2 separate regions of the Mus musculus genome follow, and region 1 is linked to region 2. Evidence: chromatin contacts called from public HiChIP or PLAC-seq data. All regions are on one chromosome and are shown on one strand. The core of a region is the stretch at or near the end of the contact, and the rest is flanking DNA. Distances in the headings are between cores, read along the strand shown. Region 1 overlaps Grik3 (glutamate receptor, ionotropic, kainate 3). Region 2 overlaps Grik3 (glutamate receptor, ionotropic, kainate 3).

Region 1 (2,887 bases), core at 249-2,748, 170 kb after region 2:
AAGAAGGCTGTGAGTTTGGAACCCTGCAACTGGAAGGTGGAATTCTTGAAATGTATGTCACAGCAGGATTCTTCCTAGTGTCATCTCCTCTCTTAACTGACCCATGCTCTCCGCTCTCCTGTGCCCTTCCTCGTTCCTTCATCTGCTAGTATCTTCCTCAAAACCTATCTGCCTCAGTACATTCTCCAGGCTCAACTGAACTCCCTGCGTCAGACTAAGATCTAATCAAGCATGTCTGTTGGCATCCTCAGGGGCTGCGGATAGGAGGAAAGGGAGGGTAGAGGGCCGAGTTGAGACAGACCGGTGTTCTGACCACACTCTCAGGCACAGGAGTAGGGCAGGCTCACAGAAAGGATTACTGACTATTTTTGCCAAGACTAGATGACTTTATATAGTTTCATGGGACAGTAAATGGAGATGCTGGGAGCGAGGGGGAAGTGGATGGGCAGCTATGGTTAGACAGGGAAGAAGATGGATAGATGGGCGTGCGGAAAAGGAACAGCTGGATAGAGGTTACAGGTTAGACGAAGAGTCAGGGAGTCAGCTGAATATCTAGTATGTAGACAGTGTGGGGAGGGAAAGCGAGCAGATGGTCCATAGGAGGAGGAAGGGGATGGATATATGCATGAGCGGGTTAGTGGGGTGGATAGACCAATGGACTGACAGGTGGCTGGACTGATGGCTACGCGCAGGTGTGGTGGGCACATGAGATGATTGGATGCATGTGTGCGTGCATGGATTAACAGCAGATGAACTAACAGGTAGATGCCTTAGGAGGGAAAAGAGTCTTGATGCCTCATCCAACCCTGGTTCCCACCTCCGTAGAAAACAACTTGGGGAGCAGGAGGAAGGAGTGGGAAAGCAGCTGAGGGACCGGAGTCTTTGAAGGGAGAAAAGCAGTTAGGTGGGAACAGCCAGAATGCACGCAGGTCTGAGGAGCAGTGTGTCTGGCCAAGTGGAGACGGTTGGACTTGGATAATTTGATTACAGGAATCGCTGGAGTTTGTGTTTATCTGTACACGCAGCTCTTGTGGAACACGGGTGTGAGAGGGTATTAGTTATCTATTGCTTAGCAAATTACCCCAAAGTTCTTAAAACAACATCTGTCACTTGGCAGCTTGGTGGTCAGGAGTCAGTGGAGTTTCAGAGCCCTCTGGCCTGAGGCTCTTCACAGGCTGTGATCCAGCCATCAGCCAAGACTGTGGTCATGAGAGCATGCTCAGTTCCCCTCAGGTCGCTGGACTGAGTAAGAGAAGTACTGTGTACTGAGATTTGACAAAATGCTGTCCTCTGTCACTTGCATGGGGAGCTCTTCTTAAGCAATTCGGTGTGACAGTACTGTCACCAGCACCTGAGAGAAGACTTGAGGAACACACAAGGGAGAGGGAGACAAAGTCTTGTCACTCAGAGGTGCTATTCCACCCCTGCCAGAGAGTGATTCAAAAGCAGGCCCAAAGGTCCAGCCCACCCTCAGGAGGAGGAGGAGCCAGAACAAGGATGTGGCCGCAGGGAGACAGGAGTCACTAGAAATTGGGTAGTGCTAAGGATAGGAGCTTGCCAAGCAGGAAGAGGGGCCAAAGGAGCTGGCGGAGGAGAATCTGCATATCAGAAATTATCTGGAAAATGAGAAACATCTGGAGCATCCGAAAAACCAGGGATGAGAACCATCTCTGAGGGAAGAGGTGTTGGCGGGGGAGCACTTGGGGAGGAGCTGAGGTAGAAAGAGAGCTGGAAGGTGGCTGGCTACAAAGTTGGGCAGAAGGCAGGTGGCTGTGGGGGTAGGGCCGCTGAGAGCAGCAATGGCTGCCTACAAAAGTGGTTGGGTGAAGCCTAGAGAGCCAGGGCCATCAGAACCCTTTGTGCACCGGCTTTGAGGCACGTGAGTTTGCAGGCAGGGAACAACAGCTCTGTGAAAGGTTCCACGCCCTGAAAGTACTCAGTGACTCCATGCTGCTCTGATATTCATTCCTGTGCTGTGCTCCGTCCCTGGACCGTGCTGTGGACATCGGCCACCAGTTTCAGAGGGCCTATCCCATGCCAGAGCCCAGAAGCACCCAGAGAGAAGAAAATACATGTTCCTCTCGGGCTTCCTGCCCGCCTCTGGCAGCCATGGCCTGATTCCCTGCCCTTCCCCCAGGCCTGTGCCAGCCTGTGGGAGGGCACCCATCTTGTCACGTGTATCAGAGCTGGGCTGGGTGCCAATCATACAGGCTGACATCACAGAAAGCCACTTCCAGAGTAGGAAACAGCCGATACAATAGGGGCTCTCAGAGCCACCTCTTCCCCCAGGACTAAGGCAGGGCTGGTCTCTGTTGGGACCAGGCAGCTGGCATACATCAAGTTCCCAGGGTGGCTCATGCACACATAACACAACCGGGGCAGGCACAGCAGCCCACCCAACAGGCTGCCACCCCACCTATGGTCTCAGGCATGAAGCCGGCACAGGGACCTGCAGTCCACTACTCCCAGGAGCCTCACCCTTTTCTCTGCTTGCAGTTCCCACTGGGCCTCTCTCAGGACTGAGAACAGACCAGAACCATACTCAACTCCTCTCCTGACATAGAGTGCACAAAAGGGGGGCACAGCTTTGGAGTGAAGTGGGGAGACAAAGTCCACCGAGCTTTACCTTCACTTGTGCCCCCTAGTGGTTACTCGGATACAATGCAGCTGTGTGGGTAGGCACTTGGATTGTCTCCAAAGAGTCTGGATTTGAAGCCTGCCTCTACCATTTCATCTCTGGATAGCCTTGGGTGAATTGCTTAACAGTGTTTCAGCTTCCCCGTCTGCAAAACGGGCTGATAACACGTACTTCCTGTGATTTCGGCGAGTGAGTTCCTACAGCTAAGGCCCTTAGAACAAGACCTCTGCTTGTTAATTCCCTAACAGG
Region 2 (2,700 bases), core at 7-2,506:
TGCCTAGTTGCCTCGGTTGTTGGATCACTTTTGATGTGCCCATGCCGTGCCTCCTACCCCGTCTCCAAGATCCTCCAGCTCCTCCATCCATCAGAGATGGAAGGCATTTTGTTTTCTTCCTTTCTGTGAGTTGGGTCCCAGCCCAGGCATCTCCTTGGAACTCAGATATCTGAGCACATTCACGAGAGTTTGCCTGGGCTTCATCCTTGGGAGTCCAGCTGCCCCTCCAGCACTGCTCCCTGGTCTTCCCACTGGCTTGAACTGGTTATGGAACTGGCTTCTACCAGGAATCCTTTGCTGGATCTGATGCAGGGGCACTGGCCCTTCCAGGATGGAAGGGAGGCAAGGGGAGATCTCATGATGGGGAGCTCAGGGGGTAGCCCAGGAGTAGTGCAGGGAAAGCGTCACCCCCCCCAAAGATCCCCGAAAGATCCAGTGGGATGACGCCAGTGGGATGACGTAAGGGTGGGTAGAGAGGGCATCCTGACTGTCCAGCTTCAAATAGGATTCTAAGGAAGGTGGCTGGAGGGCTGGGCAAAGACTTAAGGGGTGATTAGGCAGATGTAAGGCTCTGAGGCTGCATTGTGAAGAGCAGGCAGCACCTGAGTCGGGCGGGCGGGCGCTTGCTGCCTTATTGACATCTACCCCACCCCCACCCCAATGCACACACCTTGACAAGTTACTTGAATTGCCGCACCTGCAAATGGCATAAAGATCTCAGCATCTGCTCCTAGGTTCTTAGTGAGGTTCCAGGGGCATTGATTATGTCTGCAAGGGCCTCGGGCATGGCGCCAGGATGCCACATAAAGTAATTGCTCAATAAAGGGGGTATGGTTATTTCTGCCCGTATATGCCTGGGTGAGGAAGACTGAGCCCGAGTACTCCTGGCCGAGCCATGGCCAACTCTGGTCTCTGCATCCCAGGCAGAAAAAAGACGCTAGGTGGCTGAGCCTTGCTAGCCAGACTGTGTCCCCCAGTGCTAGGGGCGTGGCTGGCTGGCAGCAGGAGGGGCCCAGCCTTATGAACATGAAGATCCCAGTGATCCAAGCATGTGATTCACAGGGCCATTTTGCTGACAGCTTCTTCGGCCTCACCAGTCTCCAAGCAATTAACCAGCCAGGCCCCGGGGAGGGACGTTTGGCGGCAATCAGGGTAACCTTGACCTCCTTTGTGATGCACAGCCAGGCTCTGAGGTGCTCAAGTGCTGTTGAAGGGCAGCTCCTCCCAGCACAGAGAGCTCCTCCTTCTGGGCCAGCTGGAGAGGAGGCCAGGGTACCCGGACTCAGCCACAGACGCTGACATGTCTGACCTTATTTGGCCTTTACACAGTACAAAATTTTTCATGGTCCTGCACATTTTGCTTCCTTGGAGATGTACAGCCAACTGAGCTATATGCTATATGCTCTCTGTGTGTGTGTGTGTGTGTGTGTGTGTGTGTGTGTGTGTGTGTGTGTGATAGGGTTCTGTGTAGAGGACATTGGTGCAACAGAAATGTGAATGGAGATGCGTGTGCGTCTGGGTGGGAATTGGGAAGTGTGGACCGACCTAGGGGAGGAGGCTGCAGTCTGAGCGGGAGTAGAGAGCATATGCAATCAAATGAGTGAGGCAGGAGGGAGGGACCACGGCTGAGGGTCTGGGGAGGCAGTTTTGGGGATGTGGTGACAGCCTTCCCCTGCCACCCCCTCCCCAGTGGCTCAGGCCTGTACGTTTCAAATACTTCATTGTCGGGCCTGGTAAAGCCTTTATTTATAAAGCGCGGGTGTTTCATTCAGCTTAACTGAAAAGGCCTTTAAATCACCGCAGCTGGGAAGGGCTAATTGCAGTTAGAGTTGTCAAGGACTCTCTTGTCTTGCTTTCGCCATCTGTGACATAGTGAATGCAAAGATCGTTTTAAACATAGGCAGTTAATGTAGAGAATAATTTGAGAGCTTTAGATATTTATGGTAAATTATTTAACTTTATAGTTGAGTTTTATTGCCTCATTATTCTGTGTGTGAAGAATCTTGGCGTTTCCTGTGACTCGGCACTTTGAGGAGTTTTACTTTGCCGCGCTCTGGAGGAAAGTTACTCGGGGGCCTGCTCAGCCCTGAGCGGACTCCAGGCTTCCCACAGAGAGGCTCCGGATGGATGTCTATCTAGGTACAGGCCATGGCTGGTGTTTGCCCTGGGTCAGGGTCATTAGGTGCTCCACAGGTCTTCCAGGTTCCTCTTTCCTGTCCCATAAGGTCCCCCTACCTGATGCCCCTCCACCAAGAGTTGTTAGGACCCCAAGGGGACAGGGCTTGGGACAGGCTTTTGGTTTCCCTTCACCTTTTGGATCCTAGGGCCACCCTTTTGTCCCCTGCTGGAATTCTATCCCGCAGTTGGTTGTATGCTTGCGTTGTCTCTTGATCGTTTCTCAGAGCTGTGCCTTCCTAATTACTCAGGTTTCTTTTGAATATCCTTAAGTGGAATATCCTTATGCTGGAAGGAAGATAGCTCCTGCCTCCCGGAACCACTCTCCCTTTCAGTTGGTGACCTTGGTTTGAGCACTGTCTGTAGCCTGTGGGGGGGACTTACATCATGGCAGGATTTTGTTGCAGGTGCTTAACTGAGGGCCTTTCCAGGCAACAGGTGTTGGATTCCTGAAGCTGTAGGGGATAGCCCTAAGCCAGTGATGCTCGGAATGGGAGGACAAACACTCTGCTCCTTTGCCTTCTG

What was found. HiChIP or PLAC-seq counts read pairs in DNA pulled down with a chosen protein or histone mark.
Region 1: an H3K27ac HiChIP or PLAC-seq map of oligodendrocyte precursor cells shows a contact between it and region 2, with 3 times the contacts expected there. The contact joins two enhancer-like sites. A contact is called at or near these places in 2 of 484 Hi-C or Micro-C datasets (the N1E-115 cell line and nephron progenitors), 3 of 115 datasets of contacts at active chromatin or transcription factors (embryonic basal ganglia, embryonic stem cells and oligodendrocyte precursor cells) and 1 of 9 other capture datasets (embryonic stem cells).

Annotation. Positions count from the first base shown.
Region 1 is chr4:125,700,908-125,703,794 of GRCm38.p6, forward strand. The region is part of intron 13 of Grik3 (glutamate receptor, ionotropic, kainate 3); the gene reads left to right. Among named protein-coding and RNA genes, the nearest start is that of Gm40249, 130 kb to the right of the region's middle. Within about 2 kb of position 1,499, at least 80 of the 459 cell types and tissues checked have an H3K27ac peak or open chromatin away from gene starts, as enhancers often do. A contact at or near this core is called in the N1E-115 cell line, embryonic basal ganglia, embryonic stem cells and 1 more, where this site is marked.
Region 2 is chr4:125,533,540-125,536,239 of GRCm38.p6, forward strand. The region is part of intron 1 of Grik3 (glutamate receptor, ionotropic, kainate 3); the gene reads left to right. Among named protein-coding and RNA genes, the nearest start is that of Gm32807, 26 kb to the right of the region's middle. Within about 2 kb of position 1,257, at least 47 of the 459 cell types and tissues checked have an H3K27ac peak or open chromatin away from gene starts, as enhancers often do. A contact at or near this core is called in the N1E-115 cell line, embryonic basal ganglia, embryonic stem cells and 1 more, where this site is marked.